Linked DNA regions of Gossypium hirsutum: region 1 is linked to region 2. The links are chromatin contacts, called in public Hi-C maps. All regions are on one chromosome and are shown on one strand. Each heading gives the region's core, a stretch centred on a gene start, on an enhancer-like site or on the middle of the called end of the contact. The rest is flanking DNA. Distances are from core to core; before and after follow the strand shown.

What was found. Hi-C and Micro-C count contacts between places; a contact is called where the count stands out from the background.
Region 1: a contact with region 2 is called in a Hi-C map of leaf, with 2.9 times the contacts expected there. The contact joins the promoter of LOC107952863 here to the promoter of LOC107952861 in region 2. A contact is called at or near these places in 3 of 34 Hi-C or Micro-C datasets (all in leaf).

What each region holds. Positions count from the first base shown.
Region 1 is chrA07:47,079,841-47,087,072 of Gossypium_hirsutum_v2.1, forward strand. LOC107952863 (galacturonosyltransferase 8) reads left to right here and starts at 1,977. Exons shown (of 3, transcript XM_016888062.2): 1 at 1,977-2,626; 2 at 2,776-4,014; 3 at 4,354-4,893. The coding sequence starts at 2,447. The coding sequence ends at 4,629. LOC107952864 (cytochrome P450 CYP82D47) reads right to left here. Exons shown (of 2, transcript XM_016888063.2): 1 at 6,066-7,232; 2 at 4,980-5,747. The coding sequence starts at 7,025. The coding sequence ends at 5,115.
Region 2 is chrA07:46,889,269-46,896,707 of Gossypium_hirsutum_v2.1, forward strand. LOC107952861 (wound-induced basic protein) reads left to right here and starts at 2,717. Exons shown (of 2, transcript XM_016888061.2): 1 at 2,717-2,986; 2 at 3,681-3,907. The coding sequence starts at 2,916. The coding sequence ends at 3,753.

The DNA of each region.
Region 1 (7,232 bases), core at 727-3,226, 190 kb after region 2:
GATAAGCTAAGTAATGCCTCGTGCTCGACTCCGGAAGCGGTCTCGGGTAAGGGGTGTTACAGTTCTTACACTGACACACCTCAAGCCGATGCCATGTCCCAGACAAGTCTTACACTAGCTTGTATATCTTGAGGTCGATGCCATGTCCCAAACAGGTCTTATGCTAGCATGCACATCACCCAATGTCATGGCATGGATATCCAAATTATTCCTAAGGTTCAACTGGGAGTCTCTGCTACATCAGTTCTCACCATGCACATTCACAGGAATAATCCACAATTTATGCCATATTAATTATACAATACATAAATACAAATAAATTACATTATTTACGTACAACTTACCTCGATGCACAAAATGTAAGCGACTAATTGTATTTAATCCGCTTGCTTAGCTTTTTCCCGGTCTAGGTCCGGATTGCGTATTTCTTGATCTATAAAAATAACATTTCAATCATTTAATCATCACATTAATAAGAATATTCTACAATTAACAATTTGGCAAAATGACCGTTTTGCCTTTAGACTTTACAAAAATTATGATTTTACCTTTAGGCTCGTAAATCAATTTTTATTGAGTTTTCTCATTAATAAAGCCTAGCCGAACTCTTTTTATACCTATAGCAACTAAAAATTTCAAACATTTCACACAAATACAACCTATTTTACAAACTTTACAAAATAGCCCATTTAGGTGTTTTCATGAAAACCTCTTTCATAAAAGTTGTTTGTTTAACAACCAAGATTCATTTTCTTCCATAAAATTTCAGTTAACAACATAAATGCTTTCATGGCAAAACCCTAAACTTTCATCCATTTTGCAAAATAGTCCCATTATTAGAAAGCTCATGCTATAAGGGTCCTAAAAATGCAAAAAAATCAAGAAAGGCTATCTAAATCACTTACTTGCAAGGAATATAAGTGGCTGATATTTTTGAGCTTTCAAAACACCTTATTTGCTGATATTTTCGGTGGAGAAGAAGATGAGAAAAAGATGATATCATTCTCTCTTTATTTTATTTCATTTCTAGTCAATTTAGTCACCAAAACTCACCTAACTTTGACAACTTTCTTCTTTTTGTCTCTATGGTCTCCCACCACTAATTTAAAGGCCTATTTGTACTTTAAAGACCCCCAATTATGGTTCTCTAGCTATTTGACACATTTGGCTAGCAAAATAAAACTTTTGTCCTTTATGCGATTTTTCCTTTTTCTTAATTAAACTCACAAACACTAAAATTAACTCACCAAAATTTTTATGCACTTATATAATCATGCTATGACACATAAAATAATATTAAAATAATTTCTTAGACCTCGAATTTGTAGTTTCGAAACCACTGTTCCGACTAGGTTCAAAATCGGGCTATTACAGTCTATCTTTGCAACCGGGCCAATTGTGCTTCCAAGGAATTTTAAAAGGCTTCTTATGTACATGCCCTCTGACAGCCGAAGCAATTTGATCCAAACCAGCAAACTAGTGGGAAAATCTCGATCTGTTGTGAACGAAGGTGTCCACGGCCTTACGGTGAGATATTGGCCAAAAATTGTCCAAGGCCCGCCCGACACCGCATGAAAGTATTCATCATCATCCTGAAAATTAACCGAAAAATAATCGTTCTCTAAGTCAATAACTTGTAATGGCTGTTTAGTTTTCCAGATAGCTTGCAATCTATTGGTCATGGTAATGTATGAAATTTTCCTTTCCAGCAATTTGACGACTATAGTCTGGACCATGCGCTTGGCAATAAATTGATGAACTCGTTCAGAGAAAGTGATGGAAGGAATGCCATCAACGATCTCTTTTTTTGCATACACTCGAGTAACTCAAAGTCTTCTTCATTCTACAAATTAATCCTTTCAACTGTGATACCTAAAAGCTTATTTTTCCATGACATTGTTTGAACATCATTCGTCACCACTTTCATACTTTTGTCATTAAATAGGATTGTCCAGATCCGATGGATCCTCCGGCCTCCGCCTAACCTTTTTGTGCGGATCTCCTACCATTTTCTCCCACTGAAGCTGTATCACCCTTCCCAGATTCCATTTCAATTTGAGCTGATTTACCCTTTATTAAGAAACACGAAAAATCTAATAAGCAATTGAAATTGATAAGTAAATGAAAAACTTGGGAAGTGACAGTCAGACGGGATTCCGCGTTTCTTGCTAGCCAGATTCCAAGTGGCAGCTATCACTCAAATTAACTAAACGAAATCACAGCCGTTGATCTCTCCCCATACATTTCCTAATTGATCTCTCTCTCTCCATCTAGGTAAAAAGAAAAAGAAAAACACACACACACTCTCACACTGTCAAACAATTAAAAAGTGAGCGACTGCCAGTGCCAAACCATCATCACCAAATTCGTTATCCTCTCAACTCTCCTTATCATTATCCTTTTGTTTCTGTTTTTCATTTCGATGCCCCCGTGATTGATTTGAAAGATGGCAAATCACCACCGTACATCAAGAATCGACGTCGGCGGCGGAAGCCCAATGTTTGGAGGTTTTGGCTTTACTGTTAGATTATTGGCTTCTGCCATTACTGTTGCACTCTGTTTCTTCTTTCTTCTTTCTTTTTTCTTTACTTCTCACTCTCATTCTCCTCATCTCCAAACCAACTTTGTAAGTCCTAACTAACTGACTTTATTGACTCGACATTTAATTTCACCCTTTTTTGATTCTAAGATCAATTAAAAGATGAGAAATGCACATTTCCAGGGTGACTGATTGAACGGCGTTGTTTTTTCTTCTTTTTCTTTTGGTGTTTATAGGGTTTCTCCACTGGAATTGGATCCACAAGGAGGTCCGTTTTGGCACTCAAATCCGATCCGCTCAAGCCCCGGCTGGATCAGATCCGGAAACAAGCCGACGACCACCGCTCTCTTGTCCTCGCTTACGCCTCCTACGCTCGAAAGCTAAAGCTCGAAAACTCGAAGCTTGTTAGGGTTTTCGCTGATCTATCTCGAAACTACTCGGATCTCATTAGTAAACCATCCTATCGGGCTCTCTTCGAAACCGATTCGCTCTCCATTGACGAGCCCTTGCTACGACAGTTCGAGAAAGAAGTCAAAGAGCGAATCAAAGCCACGCGCCAAGTGATCTCGGAAGCCAAGGAATCCTTCGATAACCAATTGAAGATCCAGAAACTAAAAGACACCATCTTTGCTGTCAACGAGCAACTGACCAAAGCCAAAAAGCAAGGCGCATTTTCCAGCCTTATCGCCGCTAAATCGATCCCAAAAAGCTTACATTGTTTGGCAATGAGGTTGATGGAGGAACGAATCTCGCATCCGGACAAATATACAGATGAAGGGAAACCAATGCCTCCGGAATTCGAGGATCCGAAGCTTTACCATTACGCTATCTTTTCTGATAACGTTCTTGCTGCATCCGTAGTGGTGAATTCAGCCACGAAGAACGCGAAAGAGCCATGGAAACATGTTTTCCATGTGGTGACGGACAAGATGAATCTTGGGGCAATGCAGGTTATGTTCAAATTGAAAGATTATAATGGAGCTCATATTGAAGTGAAGGCGGTAGAGGATTATAAGTTTTTGAATTCATCCTATGTTCCAGTGTTGAGACAGTTAGAATCGGCTAATCTCCAGAAGTTTTATTTTGAGAACACGCTTGAGAATGCCACGAAAGATACGACTAACATGAAGTTTAGGAACCCCAAGTATTTATCAATCTTGAATCATTTGAGGTTTTATTTACCGGAGATGTACCCCAAGTTGCATAGGATATTGTTTTTGGATGATGATATTGTGGTGCAGAAGGATTTGACTGGCTTGTGGAAGATTGATATGGATGGGAAAGTGAATGGGGCAGTAGAGACTTGTTTTGGGTCTTTCCATCGGTATGCACAGTATATGAATTTCTTGCATCCATTGATTAAGCAAAAGTTTAACCCCAAAGCCTGTGCTTGGGCTTATGGCATGAATTTCTTTGATTTGGATGCTTGGAGGAGGGAAAAGTGTACTGAGGAGTATCATTACTGGCAGAATCTGGTAAGCTTCGAGTGACACTCTTTTGTTTTTCTGATTGCTTTATTATGCCTTGTAGCGTCTCTCATGCTACTTTTGGTGCTTGATTTATGCTATTAGATAATGCAGCTTGTTCCATAGTCTAGCTTGAGTAAACCGTTGCTGAACTAAAGTATATTATTTTGACTTTGTTGAAACTGCTATAGCAGCTATTAATACGCCAAAATTTAATGTGGAAATGCTAGCAGCTTCTGGTTTTAATAGTTTGATGTTGTTGTTTTGTTTTTTATCACTACTATTATTGGGCCATAGTAGATGAGGTTATGACTAATTGGCTTCATATTCCCTTGGTTTTGCTTGCAGAATGAGAATAGGACTCTATGGAAATTGGGAACATTGCCCCCTGGTTTGATCACATTTTACTCCACGACGAAACCGTTAGACAAGTCATGGCACGTTCTTGGACTCGGCTATAATCCAAGCATTAGCATGGATGAGATCCGCAATGCCGCGGTGGTGCACTTCAATGGGAATATGAAGCCGTGGCTAGATATTGCCATGAATCAGTTCAAGCCTCTTTGGAGTAAGTATGTTGACTTTGATTTGGAGTTCGTCCAAGCCTGCAATTTCGGTGTCTAAATAAAAAAAAAAGGATCACAAGCTACAAAAGAGCTTGTTTAACAAGAAGTTCAACCTCACCTTAAGCAGACTATTGTTATTCTGCGTGGAAGGAAATTAGCCTCTACTGTACTCCAGTGTAGCGTAGCATAGCATAGTTATATTAATTTTAGAATGCTTGCTTTTAGTTTGTTCATACAGGTGTTGCAATTAAAATTATTAAGCTGATATTCAACTGTTAAATTATTCTGTAATCATAATGTTCCAAGTTGTTAGTCGTCTAAAGTACAGTATATATTGTTTCATTATTCCTTTCCAACTGTTGGTTCAGAATATCATTCAACGCAGGGGAACAGGCCTAGAGATACCCATTCAAAACTGGAAATCTTTCATACAATTCTAACTGCTATAAACATGGTAAAGAAGTTCCATTATTAGAGCCTAAAAGAGGCTCTAAATAAGTAGGAGAGCTATCTAACCTACATAGTTATCAGTCATCTATAAGATTAGGTCCTGTGCAGATACATTGCAGAAGGAAGGCGTGTACTGAGGATAACTTCAAGTGGGGTAGCCTTGGGCATGGTAATGCCTAACCCTTCACTCATATCCACTGTCTCACCAAAAGGTGTGGATAACTCGAACCCCTGTAGTATGCTGGCAATTGTCAAGTGTGTCATTTGCAATGCCAATGTGATCCCTGGACAAGATCGTCGCCCAGACCCAAATGGGATCAGCTCAAAATGTTGTCCCAGAACATCTACATCTGCATGGCTTGTAAGAAACCTTTCTGGTTCAAACACATCAGGATTTGACCAAACCTGAGGGTCCCGATGCAATTTCCACAGGTTTACAATCACACGAGTGCCCTTCCCAACGTGGTAGCCACCGATGCTACAATCTTCACTTGCCTCATGGGGAACTGATATCGGTCCTGGTGGGTATAGCCGCAATGTTTCCTTGACAACAGCCTGGAGATAGACTAGTTTCTCAATATCAGAGTCTTGAACCCATTTGTCCCTGCCAACTTTGAGGTCCAGCTCCTCTTGAGCACACTTTAAGGCATGTCTGTTGTTCATCAAGTTTGACAATATCCATGTCAGTGTAATGGATGTTGTGTCTGAGCCTGCTAAGAATAAATTCTACACCAGAAAATAAAATTTTCGACAACTTAGCTGGTTGAATGTAAATACTACATCAAAGGGATATTTTTAAAATGTCTAGCTAATGCCATAATGTACATCCTTTGAACTTTGTAAATAACATCCAATTTTCAACTGCTTAATCTTGACAGTAATAAGGGTTAGCTAAAATGTCATTTTCTTGTATACAATTGTATGGTGCAAATCCTATGCTGAAATCCACTCTAAAGACCAAGTCAAAGGAAAGTTAAGGAAAATGAAGGTAGTATGGCGAAGGGTCTTGTTTTCAGTCCAAAGAGTAGAAATAAAGAATATTACCATTACATTAGCCTTGATAATTGTTTCTCGAGAGTAGCCAAACATGGAATCCTCCTCAATTGCAGATAGCATTAGGTCGATGAAATCGGGAGTGTTGTCTGGTTTTGCTTCACTCTTGAGCCTCTTTAGTTTATGCTCCTCCACCCATTCTCCAACAATGGAATCTATTTCTCTTGCAACACGCTTCATGGATTTCACTTGTCCCATGAACATGGAATCCATCCATCCTAGAAACGGTACCACTTCCGATGGAGATATAAGTCCAGAAACATACATGAAATCTTTGATAACTTTTGCCACATGTGCTGCTTCCTCATCATCTTCCCCATTGGTGGTGTCCCAGAAATATCTCTTGCCCGCCATCAATCTCATGATCGTATTCAAAGTCAGGGCTTCAAGTTTTTGACTAATGACCAACTTTGGGTTGGGATTTGCTTCGTTTAACATGCAAAACAAGTACAAATCTTTGATAAATGCGTTCACCTCGGAGATTTGGACGTGCTTTAATGTCTCAAGCCTACGGGTAGAGAGAAGTTCAACCATGGCTAGTTTTCGTACCTGGCGCCAATACTCTCCATAAGGAGCGAAGCCAAAGCCTGCATGATCGTAGCCGAGGTATATTCCCGCATTGGATCGTGGACGATTAGCTAATACCCTGTCGTTGGTAGTGAAGCACTCCTTGACTGCTTCATGATTGCTAATTATAAGGGCAGGGAACACTCCAAGCCGGAAAGTGAAGATAGGGCCATATTTATCAGCCATGGCAGCCCAGGTATGAGCAAGGGTTCGTTGACCGCGAAGGAGGAGCATGTGCCCTATGAGTGGAAAGGCTCCTGAAGGTTCTGGGGCTAACACTAGGTGCCTACTTTGGTCGCCTGGAGTCCCCGGCCTCCATAGTTTGTAGAATAGTACCAATCCTAAAATCCCTGCAATTGCCGCTACAGAATATGAGAATTCCATTACTTGAGGTCTAAAGTGAGAGACAGGGATGAGGGTGGTAAGAATAGATTAACTGATTAAGGGTGATTTATTGCTTGGCTTTAGAAGGGGTGGAGCAATGCTTGCAAGTCTAATCTGCTTGGCCTTATGACAATTTCATTGGTTGATCGAAATGGTTGTATTTTATCTCAATCACACAAAAATGAAAAAAAAAGAAAAAAGAAAAAA
Region 2 (7,439 bases), core at 1,467-3,966:
TACATCCTGACTTTAATACCACCAAATGTAACGCCCCAAACCCGACCTGGACATTATGGTCGGATTGTGGAGGTTACATTGTACGTGGAAACAATATTAATTTATTTTGGCAAATACTCTTTAACTTCAAAGAAATCAAGTTTGATTAACTTGTTGAAGACGTACCATTCTTTGAAAACCCATGAGAACATTGAAGAAAATCACATTTTTTAGTTTTACCAAAACGTATTTAATTTACTTACTTTGTTTGTGAGATAAAACATCTTAGCAAATTTCAATAAAAGTTGTAGCGGGAAGCATTATAACAAATCGATCGTATAACCGTGGTTCATTTTTAGTTATCTTGATTTAAGCATCATTAAAAGTTAAAACTTTTTCAAAATAAATACCAAAATAGTTTTTAACGCCCTAAACAATTTAAAATGTCCAAAAGTCCAAAAAGCCCATATAAACAAAAGAGAGTCCAATGTATACTTAAATCAAAAGAGTTAAATCTGAGCTCTAGAGTTGTCATCCAATCCTATGTCTGAGGATTACTTGAAACAGAAAAAACAAATGCGTGAGCTTAACGCCCAGTATGTGATTTGGCCCACATATTGTAGTATATATATAACAGAATATATCATAGCATATCAGATTTCATATCGGAGCATATCATATATCATATCGTATCGTATCATATCATATCTGTTTTCATATCATGTTGTAGCATGTTTCATATCTTATCATATCATAACTCATGCCATGTCATATCATATCTCATATCATGTCCTACCCCAACCGCTACACACCATCTCCATCCCACCAATCACACTAATTAGGACTATAAGTGTCCATCCATCTAATCACACCTATATGTGGTAGCATGTCACTCATAAATATGCAACTGAGCTGCCAAACAGAAATTTTGTGGTCTAGCCGCCATAGTTGCAGTAAAACCTGCCATATAACACTTTCTCCATCATATCATATCCCACCCCAAAACATAGATAGAATTATAGTCATAATATTATACATAAATACATATATCATAAGTCTTATAACATGCATACACATATATTTTCTTTTAGGGAACATAACATAGCATATAATTTTCACACAATAAAACATACTTAACATTCTTCTAAAGCTTATCCTTATGTATATACATACTAAAACTTACACTTTTTTAGGTCTACATGATGCCCACGAATCCAATTTTTGAGTCCCTTATTCGACCCCTAATTGGGCCTTAAATTTGGCCAAAACAGCCTACACGGTCTACCAATCTAAGCCATGTAATCACACACGGTTCACCACATGGCTTGGCACACTGTCGTGTGGCGCTACGTAGTTTTGAAAACAACCAATGTTTCGCAATTTTCTCAAGTTTTGAGCAGTATTTCGGGTTAGTTTCACACACCTGATATTAGGTTTTATCAATCCCTCAATCGAAACTCACAAATCCTGCAATCGTTCATTAAATCACCCTAATTAATCGAGAAAAAAACTTATCTAAAATAACATTCTTTTATCAAAATTTCAGTTCCTAAAACGAGATTCGAATACTCACTACTTTGAAAACAAAGTCCAAAACGGGAATTACTCTGCTGGAGGAATTTGATTCTCACCCCTTTTAACTAAACAAAATCACGAAAACACTTAACATAACATGGAAAAAAAACTAAATACCTATAACTCAATCTTGTTGAAGAACAAAATTAAGGTTAAAATAATAGAAAAATATCTTGACAGAGCTTACACTCTGCTTTGAACTATGATCGAATTGGGAGTAATACACACGAACATCGAAAAGGATAGGATGACTGGAATCAAAATTTAACAGAAAAATGAACGAAAAAAACTCAAAGAAAAGTGAAAGAAAAAGAAAAAGAAAGAACAAAAGGAAGATGAAGCAAGAAAAGGGGAAAAAAGTGACAGAGGTATAGGAGAAGTTGGACGGTTGAATGTGGGAGTAAAACTAGGGGTGATAACTAAAAAAAAAAATCAAATTAAAATAATTCAATTTTAATCAAGTCCTAATTCACTGGATTTTATGGAATTTAAATTAAATTCTAACACTTAACAAAAGCTTAAGCAAATTTTTTTTCCATTTGCGCACCATAAGATTCAAACACAAAACCCAAAAAATAACTAACAAGCACTTTACCACCAAACCAATAAACTCATTTTATTATAGTTTGCCCAAAATAAAATTTAAACCAAATAATTAGGATAGGAATAGAACAAAAAATTAACAAAATTCCAAGAGGTAGGATTTAAGCTTAAGATCTCACACATACATACAAATCATATAACCATTAAACTAAATTAAATCACTTGTTAATTTAATTTTCTATAATAAAGAAAATTCTAGGCGTTACAGTAGAAAACTAAGAGAATGTAAAACATAAATTTTTTTATTGGTGTGTTTGGTAAGAAAGATGAAAAAATAGAAAGAAAAAATAATTTTCTTTTTATCCTTGTTTGTTAGAGCTGAAAAATAAATTAAAAATAAAATATTTAAAAAATATAAAATTTTGAATTAACATACAATTCTCTCTTATCAATTTAGAAAAATTAATTTTCATGTATTAGAATAAAAATTGATCAATCTCTTCTATTTTCTTTTCTATTACTTTTCTTTCCAATTAAACGCATTTAAATTTACTTTCTTTCCTTTTTTTCACTAGCTTGTCTTATTTATTCACTTTTACACTCAATCAAAAGAAAGAGCTGACACTTGGGTTTGATTGAATGGGGAAGCCGAAAGCCCAATAATAATTATAAAAATATTACCAAATAAAATGCCGATCTCAATATAAAGGGCGGTTCTAAATAGACCCTAAGTCCTCCTTCACATCGTTCTAACAGCGAAGGTTGTAGAAGCAGCTGCGTGAGCTTCCTAAGCTACCTAGGGTTTCCTTCATTCGAAAATGATTTACGACGTCAATTCTCCTCTCTTCCGCTCTTTCCTCAGCCAGAAGGGAGGCTCCTCCGACAAGAGGTTCGTCTCTTTCTCTCCTTATCTTTTTTCTTTATTCGGGTTTTTAGTTTCATTTTTGTGTTAAGATGATTATATTCATTGGGATTGAATAAGTACGAAACGATGGCGCAATTCTTGTTATGAAGGTTGTTGTATAAAGATTAACCTCTGAAAGCTATTTTAATGGGGGTATTGGTCAAGACTCAAAAGGGAAATTTGTTTATTTCAGTTGTTTGAAATATGTTTTTCGAACGATCCGGTGACAGGTTAGAACAAAAGTTTTGCGAAAGCTTTCGGTTGTAGACGATATGAATCTGATGTTTAGAATCGGATAAGTTGTGTGAAATTTGTGGTTCTATTCTATTTGCACGGTACTTAGCTAGATGGTTTATTTGTTATTGATTTTATCGGAATTTAGGAGGAATATGGCTCTAAATGCTTCTGGAAATTATGGCTCCTAGTGCTTCTAAGTTCATACTAGGGACCGTTAGCTTCTCATCATTACCGGAATCTATTAGTGCGCTACAATTTGCTTCCTAGAAATTATGTTTTTGTCCTACGCTGTGAATGATGAGTAAGTCGATGTACGGTTTTCGGCATCATCGTCCAATCTGCCATCTTGGATCTAAAAGTTGAAAATCTTATTTGAGAGAGTTTTTTTCTTTAGAATATTTCTAATGTTTGAATTGGATGTAACTTTTGCTTGACCTTTCAGAAAAATGGAGGAGCAGAAGCCTAAGGAACAGAGACCCAAAGCAAATGAGAATAAGCCTGTCATGACAGAGTAACAGCTGCTTTTGTTTAGTATGAATGGCAAGTTGGTGGATGGTTGTTCTTAGAACTCTGATATGTTCGAGATTGGAAATGCTTGTTGATGTATTCAAATACTATCACAACGATTTTTCTTCTTTGAGATGGAATGATATTCAACTTTGTGGATGATATTTAACTTTTTGGTATGATAGGGACATTAAATCTATCGAGAAATCTGAGGTTTTAGGCTTGAGTGGGCTTTAGGAGTAGGAATATCTTGGGACACCTGTATAAAGTGTGTTGCATACGGATTTTATGCAAAATGCTTGCACCCGTTATAGGTTTGTATGCTATCAACTTTGTTTGAGTTATATCCGGAGATGATAGCTTGACAACTATAGGCCTCTTTGTAGGTGCCTTACTCTGTGTTTCAACTAATGCAGCCTGGAAGCCAATCAGGTTAGCATAGTGCAAATCCAATAGTAGTGACATCGGTTAGAGATGTTCAAAGGATTGGTAGCCTAAAAGCATTCGCTAGTATTTTTGGATGAGGGGTGCCTCTTAAAGTTAGACCTGACTGTGATTCTACCCTGTTATCTCCCTTCCGGTTCTGTGTTTCGAGATATAGCTTGTTGCTTGATTGGTAGTTTTTTCTACAAATAGGCTTTGAGGGATGAAAGGCCTAAATGTAAGGGCAATCGTTATGACCAAGTTGGCCTTTTGGGAAGTAGAAATATTGGTATTGCAGAGCAGTGTTATTTCATATTTGTGTAGCTTGGTTAATCGTTTCAATCACCATCACTCACTATAGTGATTGAAGGTGTTCCTTTGGTAAAACTGGTTGATAGCACTTTTAAAATCATTAATTTCTTATATTTCTTTTACTCAACTACAAATAACAATTATTCAAGTGTTCAATGTATCTCAAAGAAAATTCCAACTTATTTCGATAATTTTTCATGCGAAAATAACAAATACTCAAATCTTAAATATATCATAAGATTAAAAATTAATCATGTCCCACTAAAGTTGTTACATTTTGATTTTTAGTGGTCAGAATGTTCCAACTTTGATGTTTTATATTTTAAAATTTATTATAGATAAAAACAATTACAAATATGTTATAAAAATTTTGATTGAAGTTTTTTAAAAATATTTTTTATAAAATTTAATTAATTAAACTATTTGAAACATAGGAGGTTAAAGTTAGGACATAAATGCTGTTTTTTGGTTACTGCTGAAGTTAAAAGTGGCAACTCATCTGATAAATAACTTTTTAAAGTAATTTTATTGTTTTCACTTGATCAATTTGAAATAATTTCATTCATAATAAAAAAAAAACTAAGTTGGACTACTTTATAATCAAAGCTTTTAAGTTTTTTTCATTAATGGAGTTTAAGTTATTTTGATTATCTCCAATTAAATTGAAGATGATTAATGGTTACTTTAATAATTAATGTTGGGATAGACTCATATAAACAATAAAATAGAAAAAGTAGAGAAAAAATTGAAAAAAAAAACCTGAACACAAATATTTTACACGAAAAAACACTTTCGAAGAGGATAAAAAAATCACGGGTAAAGATAATTTCACTAAAATAGAAAAAATAAAGCGTACAAAAGATGAGACAAAACTAAACCCCAAAACTCAAAATAAGAACCCTCAAAACGTAAACACAAAATTCTTTAAAAGCTTGTAAAAGCTAATACCTAAATGTGTAATGAGTTATTTTTCTAGGGTGGAAAAGGACCTATTTATAAGCTAAATTCATAGGTCAAATAATATTAAAATAACCTACACTAATCAAAGTTTAAATGAGAAACTAAAAACAAAGTTTAACTAGGAGAAGAAAAGTAAAAAAATACGAGGTGTTACTCTACAAATCTCCACATTGACTTGTATTTCCATAATGCCTTATTTGCGAAACCTCGCCATAGGCTTATCTTGAACTATGCAGAATATTAACTGAGTCGAAGTTGTGCTTAGAGGCTGGAAGACTTTAAGTCTTCGACTTGTGCACTATCAAATCAAAACTGACCTGAGTATGATTTTCACGAACATAGTGCTCGATCTTTTCAAAACCTGGATCCAGAAGAGAATTTCTCTTACACGAAATAGTCATACATTTTTCCCTCTTATGACCAAGTTGTCTCCGCTTCAAACGAGTCGACTTTAACTCCTTAACAGACGAGGGACGTCCTGTTTCACCGATCACCATTGATCCTTCCAGAACATAAAGACTATCAATCTTTTTACCTTTCATCAAAACGAGAGTCCTGAGAGATACCTTAATACCGTTAGACTTGATGTTAATTCTACAATCCTTCGAGTCCAAAATTCCTAAGGAGATGAGATTTTTCTATAAGTTAGGCACATGCCTAACATTTGACAGTGTCCAAATTATCCTGTTGCTTATCCTGATTTGAACAGTACCAATATTGGTTACCTTACTAGGTAAATCATTCCCTATGCGCATAACTCGACCTTCAACTAAACTGTATCTGGAGAATCGATCCTTGTTGGGACACATGTGGAAAGAACACTTTGAATCTAGGATCTATTCGGATGTAAGCTTGGAGATTTCACTTGTTGACACCAACAAGAAATTATCGCTTTCGTCATTTGCCAAATTAGCATAAGTTACATCTTCCTTGTTGCTCTAAAAAAATACTTTTATTTCGCTGTTTGTAATAGTCTACCTTGACGTGACCTAACTTCTTACAATAGCGACATCTCTTGTCTCGCTTCCTTGATGTTACCAAAGTCGAGGCTTTCCTATTTGACTTGTTGTCCGAACCAAACTTATTGTCGAGTTTGTCTTTACTCAACAAATGACCCTTCATATCATTGAATGAGAGATTATCTCTGCCATAAATTAGGGTCTCCTTGAAAGACTTGTATTAAAGGGGAAAATAACACAATAATAGCATAGTTTGATCTTTATCGTCAATTTGAACTTTAACGTTCTTTAAATCATTCAAAAGAGTAATAAATTTACTGATGTGGTCTCTAAGGTGCTCACCTTTGTTCATGCGGAACGTGTACAACTGTTGTTTCAGCTCTAATTGGTTAGCTAGAGACTTAGTCACTTAGAGGGTTTCTAACCTTTTCCATAAGGTGAATGTCGTTTTCTCCATCAAAACCTCCTGCAATACATTATTTGTTAGACATTATTGAATCGTGGATAGAGACTATTTATCTAATCTATCCTGTTCTTGTTTGTCTATGTTTGCAAGCTTATTCTCTGTAAGGATCTTCTTAAGATCATTCTAAATCAGAATTACCGTCATCCAAACTTGGCACAGATTGAAATATGTGATGCCATCAAACTTATTATTGCCATATCTAAACAACTTGATTACGAAAATCAAACTAGCTCTGATACCAATTTGTTGAAGATAGACTAATATAAATAATGTAATAGAAAAGGTAGAGAAGAAAATGAAAAGATCAAACAAAGATATTTTACGTGGAAAAACCCCCTCCGAATAGGATAAAAAAGCCACGGGTAAAGACAATTTCACTAAAATAGAAAAAATAAATAGTACAAAATATGGAGATAAAACTAAACACCAAAACCTGAAATAAGAACTATCAAAACATAAACACAAAATTTTCTAAAAGATTGTAAAAGCTAATATCTAAATCTTTAATGAGTTATTTTTTTAGGGTGGAAAATGGCCTATTTATAGACTAAATTCATAGGTCAAATTATATTAA